Regions from separate parts of the Rattus norvegicus genome. Here region 2 is linked to region 1. A link is a contact called in public Hi-C data. All regions are on one chromosome and are shown on one strand. The core of a region is the stretch at or near the end of the contact, and the rest is flanking DNA. Distances in the headings are between cores, read along the strand shown.

The links. A called contact is a pair of places that touch in the nucleus more often than the background predicts.
Region 2: a contact with region 1 is called in a Hi-C map of kidney, with 5 times the contacts expected there. The contact joins the enhancer-like site here to the promoter of Myc in region 1. A contact is called at or near these places in 6 of 12 Hi-C or Micro-C datasets (Schwann cells, kidney, liver and 2 more) and 1 of 1 datasets of contacts at active chromatin or transcription factors (oligodendrocytes).

The regions. Positions count from the first base shown.
Region 1 is chr7:95,480,908-95,487,012 of GRCr8, forward strand. It overlaps Myc (MYC proto-oncogene, bHLH transcription factor), which reads left to right and starts at 2,198. Exons shown (of 3, transcript NM_012603.2): 1 at 2,198-2,763; 2 at 4,350-5,118. The coding sequence starts at 2,734.
Region 2 is chr7:95,719,499-95,725,603 of GRCr8, forward strand. The region is part of intron 3 of Pvt1 (Pvt1 oncogene); the gene reads left to right. Among named protein-coding and RNA genes, the nearest start is that of Pvt1, 180 kb to the left of the region's middle. Within about 2 kb of position 3,338, at least 14 of the 93 cell types and tissues checked have an H3K27ac peak or open chromatin away from gene starts, as enhancers often do. A contact at or near this core is called in kidney and liver, where this site is marked.

The DNA.
Region 1 (6,105 bases), core at 948-3,447:
CTTTTCCCATCCACAACTAGGGCTCTCTTTTGGGTGAATGTCTGAAAGTAGCCATGGGTTAATTTTCTCCCCGTCTATGCAGCTGGATAGCCACCTCGGAACCACTTTTTCCTCTAGTAATTTCTCTTCCTTTAGCTCCTTGGCAGTCTGAAAGAGTCATTTAAAGGATGACCGGAAGCTTATCTTAGGCAACGAAGCTTCTTCCCAGAACCTGGAAGCCCAGCAAGCAAATGCCCTGCCCCCACCCGACCTCCGCCCTCGTTGGCTTCGCAAAGCTGTGATCTGTGGCCAGTAGAGGGCACACTTTACTTTCGCAAATCCGAGAGCCACAACCCGGGGAGGGGGCGGGGAAAGAGTCTCTGCAGCAAAATGCAGCCTAGGGATTGGTGGCTCTTGGCGTTTGAGGCAAAATCCTAGAGGCTGTAGTCATTTTGCAATCCTTAAAGCTGAATTGTGCAATGAGCTCGATGAAGGAAGATACTATCATCCAACAGCTGAATCCTAAATTGCAAACTCAATGGCTAATGACTACTTTGAACAATGCGCACCTTACACACGCTACACGCTACTGTAGTCTCTTCTTTTTTTAGGGGGTAGCAGTGAGAGGTTTCTTAAAATGCCTTGGGGCGAGGAGTCCTGAATGAGGAGACTGCTTTGGGTTTTGATGCGTAGGATAAGCAAATCCCGAGGAAATATGCACTATATAATAAATCTAGAACCAAAACACAGAGCAAAAGATTCATGTTTCACGTTGGTTAATAAACTAGGTTATCGTGTATATATTAAGTGTGTATACCTTTGGGGACTCTACAAAATGCACGGCATGGTATTGAGGAAAAAGTAAATTGGGAAATTAGTGTAAAAATTAGAGTCGGCTTTTAATTAGTTTAACACACACATACGAAGGCAAAGACACAACGTTACTTTGATCTGACCCGGGCCGACCTTTTTTTAAGTGCATAATTACGATTCCAGTAATAAAAGGGGAAAGTTTGGGGTTTGTCCTGAGAGGAAGGGGTTAACGGTTTCCTTTATTCTAGGGTCTCCGCAGGCTCCCCAGATCTGGGTTGGCAATTCTACTCCTCCCCCTTTCTGGGAAGTCCGGGTTTCCCCCAACCCCCAATCCATGGCATATTCTCGCGTCTAGCGCCTTGATTCCCGCCCCCCCCCACCCCCAACCTCTAAGCCGGAGTCTGGTGCAAACTGGCTCCACAGGGGCAAAGAGGATTTGCCTTTAGTGAAAACTGGCTGTGGAACTGGAACTCTGAGTGGAGGTGCATGGGGTGTAGACTGGCAGAGACTCGACCGGGAGGATCCGGGTAGAGCGCGCCCACCGCCGCAGTCCTACTCTACTCCAGCTCTGGAACGCGCAGAAAGACCTACGGGGCAAGGAGCCGCCTCCACCCCACCCCGCCTGGTGGAAGGTCCGAACGGGAGGTGTTGGAGTGGAGGGCCTTTCTGGCAGCAAATTGGGGGATTCATTCTGTAAAGAATGTGCCCAGTCAACATAGCTGTACGCCCAAACGCAAAATACACACTGCCCTCCCCGAGAGATGCAGTGGCTGTTTATTCCTAAGTGGCTCTCCAAGTATACGTGGCATTGAGTTGCTGAGCAATTTTAATGATTCCAGGCATCGTTTTTCTGCTCAGACCTCATCTGTCGTAGGTCTTCAACTATCACTCCACACTGAGCAAGGGCTCCTACATAACTCTTTTTTTTTTTTTCGTCCTTCCCTTTTTAAATTCTGTTTCCCCGACCTTAGAGAGACGACTGGCCGCCCGAGACGTGCGTGACGCGGCTCAGGGTACACGGCGTATTGTGTGGAGCGAGGCAGCTGTTCCACCTGCGGTGACTAATACACGCAGGACAAGAACACAGTTCAGCCGAGCGCTGCGCCCGAACAACTGTACAGAAAGGGAAAGGACCGACGCGCGAGCAGGAGAAAATGGTCGGGCGCGCAGTTAATTCATGCTGCGCTATTACTGTTTACACCCCGAGTCGGAGTACTGGGCTGCGGGACTGAGGCTCCTCCTCTTTCCCCGGCTCCCCACTAGTGCCCCTCCCGAGTTCCCAAAGCAGAGGGCGGGGGAGCGAGAGGAGGAAAAAAATAGAGGTCGGGAGGGGAGGGAGAAAGAGATTCTCTGGCTAATCCCCGCCCACCCGCCCTTTATAATCCGGGGGTCTGCACGGCTAAGGACCCCCGGGCTGCGCTGCTCTCCGCTGCCGCCTCCGCCGCGCCCACTCCGCTCGCCTCCTGCCTCCAAAAGGGCAGGGCTTCGCCGAGGCTTGGCGGGAAAAAGAAGCGAGGGGAGGGATCCGGAGTCGCAGTATAAAAGAAGCTTTTCGGGCGTTTTTTTTCTGACTCGCTGTAGTAATTCCAGCGAGAGACAGAGGGAGTGAGCGGGCGGGTTGGAAGAGCCCAGTGTGCAGAGCCCCACTCCGGGCTTCCTAGGAAGGCAGCTCTGGAGTGAGAAGGGCTTTGCCTCCAGGCTTGCTGCCTCCTCGACCCAATCCTCCCGCTGACCCAACATCAGCGGTCGCAACCCTCGCCGCCTCTGGGAAACTTTGCCCATTGCAACGGGCAGACACTTCTCACTGGAACTTACAATCTGCGAGCCAGGACAGGACTCCCCAGGCGCAGGGGAGGGAATTTTTGTCTATTTGGGGACAGTGTTCTCTGCCTCTGCCCGCGATCGGCTCCCCTGAAAAGAGCTCCTCGCGTTATTTGAAGCCTGAATTTCCTTTGGGAGGTGGAAAACCCGGTAAGCACAGATCTGTTGGTCTTCTACTGTTTTCTCTACGTCCTGAGTGTAGCGACCGGTTAGAACAGTCTTTATTCAATTTCTGTGCTTTTGACACTTTACTCAGAGTAGTTGGGGTAGGCCGGGGCGGAGTTGAGGTGGATCTGAGTCGGGGTAGAACGACTTGTCAAGATGACAGGAAAGGGGAAGGAAAAAACCGGGGTGCATTTTGAAACTGTCTTCCAGAGGTTACCGTGGGCTGACGCTGACCCGGGCCGGTTGGACATTCTTGCTGTGCTACATTAATTGATATTTATGTCCTTTGGGGGGGGGGGTGTCAAAGCCGGAGGTCTCTTCGCGGTGGCCAAAGGAAGCCCTTCGTATCCTGAGGTCTTTGGGAAAGGGATTACCTTTTGCGTGTTCTCCGCAAAAAGCGAGAAGGCTCCGTAGCCTCTGACTTCCCAGTCTTTGGGAGGGCATTTAAATTTCGGCTTGGTGCATTTCTGACAGCCTGAGACCAACTCGGGGGTGCGTCCCGCCCGCCAATCCCCGGCGGCGATTGCAACCGGTCCCTGATCCTTTTAAGAAGTTGCCATTGGGCTTTAAAAATAGTGATCATAGTAAAATTTAAGCCTAACCCTCCGCGGTATTAGGACTTGGTGTTGGACTAGCGCACTGAGGAGAGGCAAAACTGGGGCAGGGATGTGACCGATTCGTTGACTTGGGGAAAACCAGAGGGAATCCTCACATTCCTGGTTGGGATCCGCGGGTATTCCCCGCGCCCCTGAATTGCTAGGGAGACTGCGGTGAGTCTTGATCTGAGCTGTTCGGTAACAGCTGCTACCCTCGGCGGGGAGAGGGAAGACGCCCTGCACCGGGTGCTGAATCGCTGTGGGGTCTCTGGCGCAGTGGCGTCGCGGTTTAGAGTGTAGCAGGGAGGTGTCTCTTATTATTTGACACCCCCTCCCCTTTGGAGAGGCTTGTTAGAGCCTGAGACTGAGCTCTCCCCTCCAAGTCAGCAATAGGAAAGAAAAGCCGGCAAAGGAAGGAAGGGGGGCGCGCTGGGGGTGGAGAAAGAGGAGGGCGGAGAGGGGCGGCGGCGCCGGCTGGGTAAGAGCCGGGCGACGGCGCGAGTAGGGACCCGGACCCGGTCGGCGGCGCAAAGAGCCGGCACCGGAGGGGGCCGAGCACCGCGGCGCCTCTCGCCTTTCTCCTTCAGGTGGCGCAAAACTTTGCGCCTAGGCTTTTGGCAGACTGTATTCCCTACAGTCGCCTCCCTCAGCCTCTGAAGGAGGCCAAGGCCGATGGCGATTCCTGGGCGTCTGCAGTGCTAAGTCCCTGCTCTAAGGAGGCGGGGACTCGGAGCAGCTGCTAGTCCGACCAGCGTCACTGATAGTAGGGAGTAAAAGAGTGCATTCCCCCCAACCACACACACACACACACACACACACACACACACACACACACACACACACACACACACTTGGAAGTACAGCAGGCTGAAAGGGGAGTGGTTCAGGATTGGGGTACGCGCTGCGCCAGGTTTCCGCATCAACCAGAGCTGGGTAACTCTAGACTTGCTTCCCTTGCTGTGCCCCCTCCAACAGACAGTCACGACGATGCCCCTCAACGTGAGCTTCGCTAACAGGAACTATGACCTCGACTACGACTCGGTGCAGCCCTATTTCATCTGCGACGAGGAAGAGAATTTCTATCACCAGCAACAGCAGAGCGAGCTGCAGCCGCCCGCACCCAGTGAGGATATCTGGAAGAAATTCGAGCTGCTGCCCACCCCGCCCCTGTCCCCCAGCCGCCGCTCCGGGCTCTGCTCTCCGTCCTATGTTGCGGTCGCTACGTCCTTCTCCCCAAGGGAGGACGATGACGGTGGCGGTGGCAACTTCTCCACCGCCGATCAGCTGGAGATGATGACCGAGCTACTTGGAGGAGACATGGTGAATCAGAGCTTCATCTGCGATCCTGACGATGAGACCTTCATCAAGAACATCATCATCCAGGACTGTATGTGGAGCGGCTTCTCGGCCGCTGCCAAACTGGTCTCCGAGAAGCTGGCCTCTTACCAGGCTGCGCGCAAAGACAGCACCAGCCTGAGCCCCGCCCGCGGGCACAGCGTCTGCTCCACCTCCAGCCTGTACCTGCAGGACCTCACCGCCGCAGCGTCCGAGTGCATCGACCCCTCAGTGGTCTTCCCCTACCCGCTCAACGACAGCAGCTCGCCCAAATCCTGTACCTCGTCCGATTCCACGGCCTTCTCTTCTTCCTCGGACTCGCTGCTGTCCTCCGAGTCCTCCCCACGGGCCACCCCTGAGCCCCTAGTGCTGCATGAAGAGACACCGCCCACCACCAGCAGCGACTCTGGTAAGCCGCCCCAACCCCAGCAGGGTAGGAAGCCAGAGGTTGGATGGACCTCCTTCTCATTGGCATTAATTCAATTGGCCCCCGGGCTCACCCTTTCTTTCCCTTCGGTCTAAGCTCTTCATCCCTGGACTCCTGTGCTTCAGATATCCCTCCCCTTCCCCCAGACCGCCCTGGTTGTCAGCCCCACCCCCACCCTTCCCACCCCTCAGGAATTTCATTTGGGTTTTTAAATCTTCTGGCTTATCTTTCAACTCAATCCACTCCCTTTACCCCTCCTAGGCATTTTAATTACCCAGAGAAGGGTGTGAAGGAGGATAGGGAACTGATCCTGAGAAGAGTGAATGAATTACCTGCTTTTCTTTGACTTCAGAAGAATATTTGAATTTAATGTCTACAAGACCCAAGAGAAGCAATGACAGAAGCAGGACAGCCTTTAGCCTCAGAGCCAGGCACTAGTGAAAGATCCTGAAGAGTTGAAGAGCTGTTTTCCCTCCATCCCGTTTTGAACACTTCAAAGCAAATCCTCTTCAGTTTGGATTTTCGTACCCCCTCCCTCCCCAAATGCTCGCCCCACCACTGCCACCACCAGGACAGGACGTTTGGCAAAACCACAAGACTTTACTATTGCACTTCCAGTAATATAGGGAGTTGGTAAAGTCATAGCAAGATATTTGCAGCTATCGCCTACAGGACCTGAAGGGTTCTTGGTGAAGTCCCTTAAAAATGGGAGGTGCTTGGGAATGTGCTTTGCTTTGGGTGTGTCTGAAGCCTCATTAAGTCTTAGGTAAGAATTGGCAACGATGCCATATCCTGGTACATGGTAATTTTCTCACCTGTGCCCTAACCCTGTTCTACCTTTCTGGGAAACGGGAGGATGGTGTCTAGATCTGGTTCTTACTTCTCAATCCTTTCCAACTTGGCACTTGGATAGCATCGGTCAAACCCCCATCTGGGATTCAGGAGGCATTGCTAACTAATCTTCCACTT
Region 2 (6,105 bases), core at 2,088-4,587, 240 kb after region 1:
TCAACTAAGCATTCAGTGGGTTGCTTTTGCCTTACTTTAAAGTGGATGCCCCCAAGGACCAGTATTTTTAGCACTCTGTAAGAGTTGCTTTCAGTGAGTTTGAATATGGGCCAAATATTGGCTGATATTTTACTACATCCTGTAGAGTATTGCTATTCTATTACCATTAGGACAGTACTGATACACATGGAATGCACTGCGTGGTAGCTCTATCAATCTTTGCTGTGCAATCAGTGCTGTACAGTTAGAAGAGTAGTGTCTACATTTTGTGAATGAAGAACTTGGGGCACAGCCAGGTTAATGTGTGTTATGGTTTCGATCTGTAATGCTTCCCCATAAGCTCAAAAAATAAAGGCTTAGACTGAATCCAGTGATATTTAGAGATGGGATCTTTGGTAATGGGATCATTAAGGCTCTGACCTTCTGGGTGGATTAACTTAGTGATTGGCTCACACCTTAATAGGTATTGGGAGGTGATGGACAATTTAGGAGGTGAAGTCTCCTTGGAGGAGCTGTGGCTTTGATGGTTGTATTTTGTCGATGGTGTCTTACTTCCTCTCTTTTCTTCTTCCTTATTTCCTGTCATTGTCTCCTGGCCTTGTGGTGAATACCTCCCCTGCCTGTGTTTCTCCATAGAGGAACATAGTTCTGCTTTACTGTAGGCTCAAAAGTCGCCATGCCAAATAAGCACAGACTGACTCCTCTGAAACTGTGAGCCAAAAGGAGCTGCTGTTGGTTTTCTTAGGTCCTTCTTGTCACCTAGATGGAAAACTGACACAATGTGGCTTACTGTAGGCTGCATATGTTAATAATAGAGCCCAAGCTCAAACCCAGGCTCATTGGCTCTAGAATCCACAGCCATGTTTCCATTAAGCTGTGTTTCCCAGTCCCTGTGTCAGTTCATTCATCAGACGTAAGAAAAGCTTGTGACTCTGGGTAAAAGTCACTATCATTGCATTAGTACCATTTTTAATGCTTTGCATGTCCACAGGGTTTTGAAAGACTTCATTCTTTACATGACATAACCTCAGAGGTGGAATGAATAGGGGAGAAAGCATAACTGTGTATACGTTAAGTGAACCAATGTAAGCCACGAATTCTCAGTAAATCCCACTGAGCCCTGAGAAGTCCCCACCTCAATATGCTGTCAGCATGTTCTATAGGATGTTCTGCCTTCTGATCGCCGCTCCGAGACCTCCTATCTCAGCACCAGAAGACAGAAGCAGAGTCTACCTTGAGATCCTTCCACAGGCCTGCACTGCAAATGAGCATATTTCCTTTGCAATTTAAAACTTTGTCTGTGGGTTTTCCATGTGTGAGTTTTCATCTTCCTTTGCAACAGCACAGTCCATTTTCTTTCTATTTTGCCACGCTGAGGAGACACGAAGTCGGGAGGGGAAAATATCTTTCCATATTACATCCTAAGGCGTCTTGCCAGAGTCTGTCCTGAGGCTGCTGGATGGAGGCCCAATCCTGTTCTCAGAAGCCACGTCCACAATGAACATCTACAGATCAGGAGCCAGTGCGTGGCCCCAGCAACCCTGCACACAGAGTGACAGGCCAGCCTTTCCCTGCCCTGGATAGTGCTTTGAGAGCACGTCATGTCCTTGGCCCTGACACCCCCTCTGCTGGGAAGCAGCATATTTCCCATTCTCTAGCTCTCCACCCCCCTACCCCCCCAGCATCAATTTTAATAATTACTCAGGAAGTTCCTTTTCCTTAAGAAAAGATGGCTGTAGCAGTTTTCAGCTGGCTGTTGACTTTTTTTTTCTTCTTCTTCTTTGAATCCCCAAGAGTTATGACACTAAGGGAATGAATCACATCTGTGAGGTATCGAGTGTGCGGGAATGCCACAGCAGACAGGCTGAAATTCAAGCACAGGGCTGGGCTTCACAACAGCCTCTGAGCAAGCCCCTTAATCTCCCAAAAGAGGTTTGTGGGGAATTTGGGGAAAGAGGCGCTGAGGAGCAGGGCCACTTCCTTAATGACAGTGTCCTTGGAGAGTGACTTGGTAGAAAGGGTTAAGGAAATCTGGGTGAGAAAGGAGGAGAAAGTGAAAAGGGGTTTGTCCATGACATTGGGCAAAGATTGACTTTACTGACTTTTTCAGAATACAACTGGAAACAGCAGGCTCACAAATGTGGCATTAATCTAAAGCAGAATTTGCAAGTGGCTTATCAAACAGTCTGTGTTAATTAAAATGGCAACTATGGGCAACAATTAAAAAAAAGGCAGGCTTACTTCAAAACAGCTGGAAGATGGGATTTGAAATGTTCTTATAACATAAATATTTGGGGTGAGTAAATTGCTTTTATTTGGTTATTATATACTATATACATTCACTGAAAAACCATACTGAATTCCTTAAGTACCCAGTTATTATGAGAATTAAAAATACAATTCCAAAAGAATCAAAGAGTGCAACAGTGTAAACTCCAGTTTTCCACAGCAGATAATAACGTTCCATGCAGATTTAACACTTCCCCTAAAATACCCGGGCCCTGGGCTTAGAGCCTCTGCGCCTGGACCCCACAACGTCTTAGATTCAGACCTTCATATACTGAGACTTCCCCGTGCTCTCTCTTTCTCTTTCTGCTGTACTCACCTAAAAAATGCTGCACAAATATCTTCCCTGCCTCAAAATCACTGTGCAGTTCAGATGAGGATATGGGCGCCCAGAGAGTGACGTATGGTTTGGTGTGAACTACGTATAGGTTGATAGTTACTATCGTTACCGACCTTTTTGCTGTCCTGTCGTGCGCACGTGTCTCTGCTTTCCCCCATGGGAACATGAACACCTGATAGCTGTGAGGCCGGCTTCAGCTTTGTGGGGCAATAGTGGTTTGATTTCTGCATTCCTTCCTCTTTGTTGGCTCCCCAGTGTGACCTGAGAAACACCTGTATTGGAGTCACCTGGGGAACTTATTGATATGTCAGTTGCTGCGCACTGGCCCAGAACCTTTGAGTCAGACGCTGGCTGTCAGCTCTGATTCTTGCCTTGGCCCCTTCTCTCTCAGCACTGCTTGGCAGCACCGCAGACTGTGTGAAGTGTTTCCTACGTGCTGTGCAGTCTCTATCCCTGGGAAAAGCAGGACATTTGGGGGCGGGAAGTGGGTGGAAATGGATCAATTAGCATAGAGTCTTTGCTTGAACTTTACCCTGGCTTTATGGAGCTTGGAGACACAGGGTAGGTTGCATTCCTCCCTCTGGAGCTGTTTAATTCCTCCCCACTCTCTCAGGTTGTGTTTTTGGCTCATTCCAGCTACTTAGTGTGGTGATATTTGCTTCCAGACCGGATGGGCAACCGGAGCTGTCAATGGAAAGGTGTGTTAGCTTTCAACCCGAGCCAGGGGAGAGCACTTCCACAGTTGCTCAACACTCGGGCCATCCAAACCTAACAGTTCCCTCGTAAAGTCTTAGCTTGATAACATGTTCATGTTTCTAGTTTTCCTCTCCTCTGTGACCACACTGTAATGGCAACAAGCACAAGACGTACTCCATACAGATCAAATAGCTGAGGTCGGGACCGGAAGTTTTTACTTCAATTCTAAGTTGTATGTTTAGTACACACAAAGTCTTGGGGTTTCATCGGTAGCACCCCAAACTAACAGCAATGACAAAAGCAGAATACCCAAAACAGCAACGACAGCAAACAAACCAACCAAATCCAGAACCAACCAAACAAAAGTCACACGGAGAAAACAACAACAAAAACATATCTAGGTTCAAATCCCAACTTGGAAATTGAGTTCTGTTACTTTTTTAAAAGTAGTTTTATTCTCCTTTGTCTATTTGCAAAGCAGCTCAGCTAGGTGGATGCAGGAATGGCGCCAATGATTATCTCTCCCTGTTATCTTCTGCCGGTCCCAACCACATGGTCGAACTTTGCTCACTGAGCTCTTAGCAGACATTTTGCCAGATGAACTTTGAAAAAGAGCTTCCAATGCCTCTGTCTCACGTAAAACAGGCTGATCTAGAGTGACCCCCTCAACTCTAAAATTGTGATCAATGAAGCACAGTACAGCTGGGGTACTCTATCTCATTTGACAGCAGCCTAGACTACAGCTCTGAGTAAGCCTAGTAAAAGCCCATTCAAGCTGTCTGCCTGACTGCCTTGATGTGTGGACATCAACCTAGTGTTTATGCCATGGAGGTTTGGTTGTTAGAATGGTTTCAGTGATCTATATAACGGGGATATCAGTGATACCTCTTGAACTTTACAAGGCCAGGAGGCAGATAGTACCACACAAATTACCTGGTCTATTAAAGTCCTATAAGAGAGAGATGATGGACCCCCTGTAAATCTGTCTGGCATATCACCCATCCACTATGTCTAGGGTATCTGTAATCTCCATTACAGCAATTTCCCACCAACCTGCAAGTCCATATTGGTAGAGATGTCATTTGCTGGATAGAGATCATGAAAAAGAGCAAGGAGGTGTTGAGAAGCTAGGTTCTCATTTGCTGTATTAAGCTGAGGGGATCTCTGAATCTTCTGTGATCCACTGACTTATTGGGTCTCCCTGCTCATATCGCTCAGGGGTACACACACTCTGCTTCAGGCATCTGTTCATGAATGCTGCATGGAGCAACAGAATTACTTGGGGTACCTGCTTTCCACCCACATAACTTATTCTTTCTCATTGGACTCGGTGTGGAGGAATCGCTCTCCTGAGACTTAAGGAGGAAAAACATTAGCTTAGAGATGTTAAATGGGTGACCAGAAGTGACAGCTACGAAAGTAGCAACATGAGCATTTAGGTCCAGTGCTACCTGACAGCAAAGCATAAATAGGTTTTACACAGGAAGAAGGTCCACATGGTGGATAGATGCCACTGCTGAATGTAACCAGGTTACCTATAACACCTCGAGTGATGGCTGAGACCATTGGGCACCACTGAAGTGCTTGGATAATCAACCTCAAATGCATCATGAGTTTGCAGACCTTCTTTTAACGCACTAGAAAAACATGCTGTCCCACACCGAAGGCACTGTGTGCTCTCATCTAAGGGAAGCCAAACAAAACTAAAACTGTTTATCTGCCAGGATGAGGTACAAGAACTGCTTCATGGGTTACATGCGCAGCCCACCCTCAAAAGAGCAGAAGAGCAAAGCCCCCATCCCAGCCACCTGCTACTGACTCCTTCCTCCTGCCTGCCAGCTCAGAGTAGGATGGGGAGAGCGCCAAAGACATTCTTAGGCTTCCGTTCTTGTTGGCACAGTGGCCAGGAAGAAACCCTGCTTGGCTGGCTGCCTTGGGCACCTGCCACCATCGTATGTTTGTTTGATGGGTCATGGGGAGGAAGCGGAATGTTTCTGTTAGGCCATGGGCATTTTAGACCCTAGAGACCAGCTACTGGGACAGATGCACTCAAGGACTATCCCTTCCCTTCCTTGTGCCTCCTCCCAGCTACGTGGCAAATGATAGTTCTACCTTCTGCTCAAGAGACCCAAGGATGAAGGCAGGAACATGCATGGTCTACACAGAGCAGATACCATTTTTCAGTTTTTCAATCCTAAATGATGGAGCCCTCACCCCCAACCCCCACTCCGGGCACACTCAACAATCTTTATATGTTAGATCTCACACCATTCCCATATCCTTTCAATCAGGTCAGATCAGAAGGACTTCTCGGAAAGCTGGACCTCATGGCACTCACCGATCATTCTGATATCCAGAGAAGCCGAGGTGAGGAGATCAAGGTTCAAAACTAGCCCAGGGGACATAGTGAGACCTTGTTTCCAAAACAGTATCATATCTTTGAATTCAGCTGAGGGCCTCTGATATCACTTTGCCTACTTTTGTATAGATATTAAGAGTTATTTATGTATCTCAGGCTGGCCTGGACTGCTATGTGACCCAGAACTTATGATGTATCTACCTTCCCTTTCCAAGTGCTGGAATGATGTGGGGTGTGCCACCACATATGGTCTTTTATGATACCTTTAGGCTTTTGTTTTGATTTTTTTTTTAAAGATTTATTTCATGTAAATAACCCCACACTGTCCTTGGCACACCAACAGAGGGCATCAGATACAATTGCAGATGGTTGTGAGCCACCATGTGGTTGCTGGGAATTGAACTCATAACCTTTGGAAGAGCAG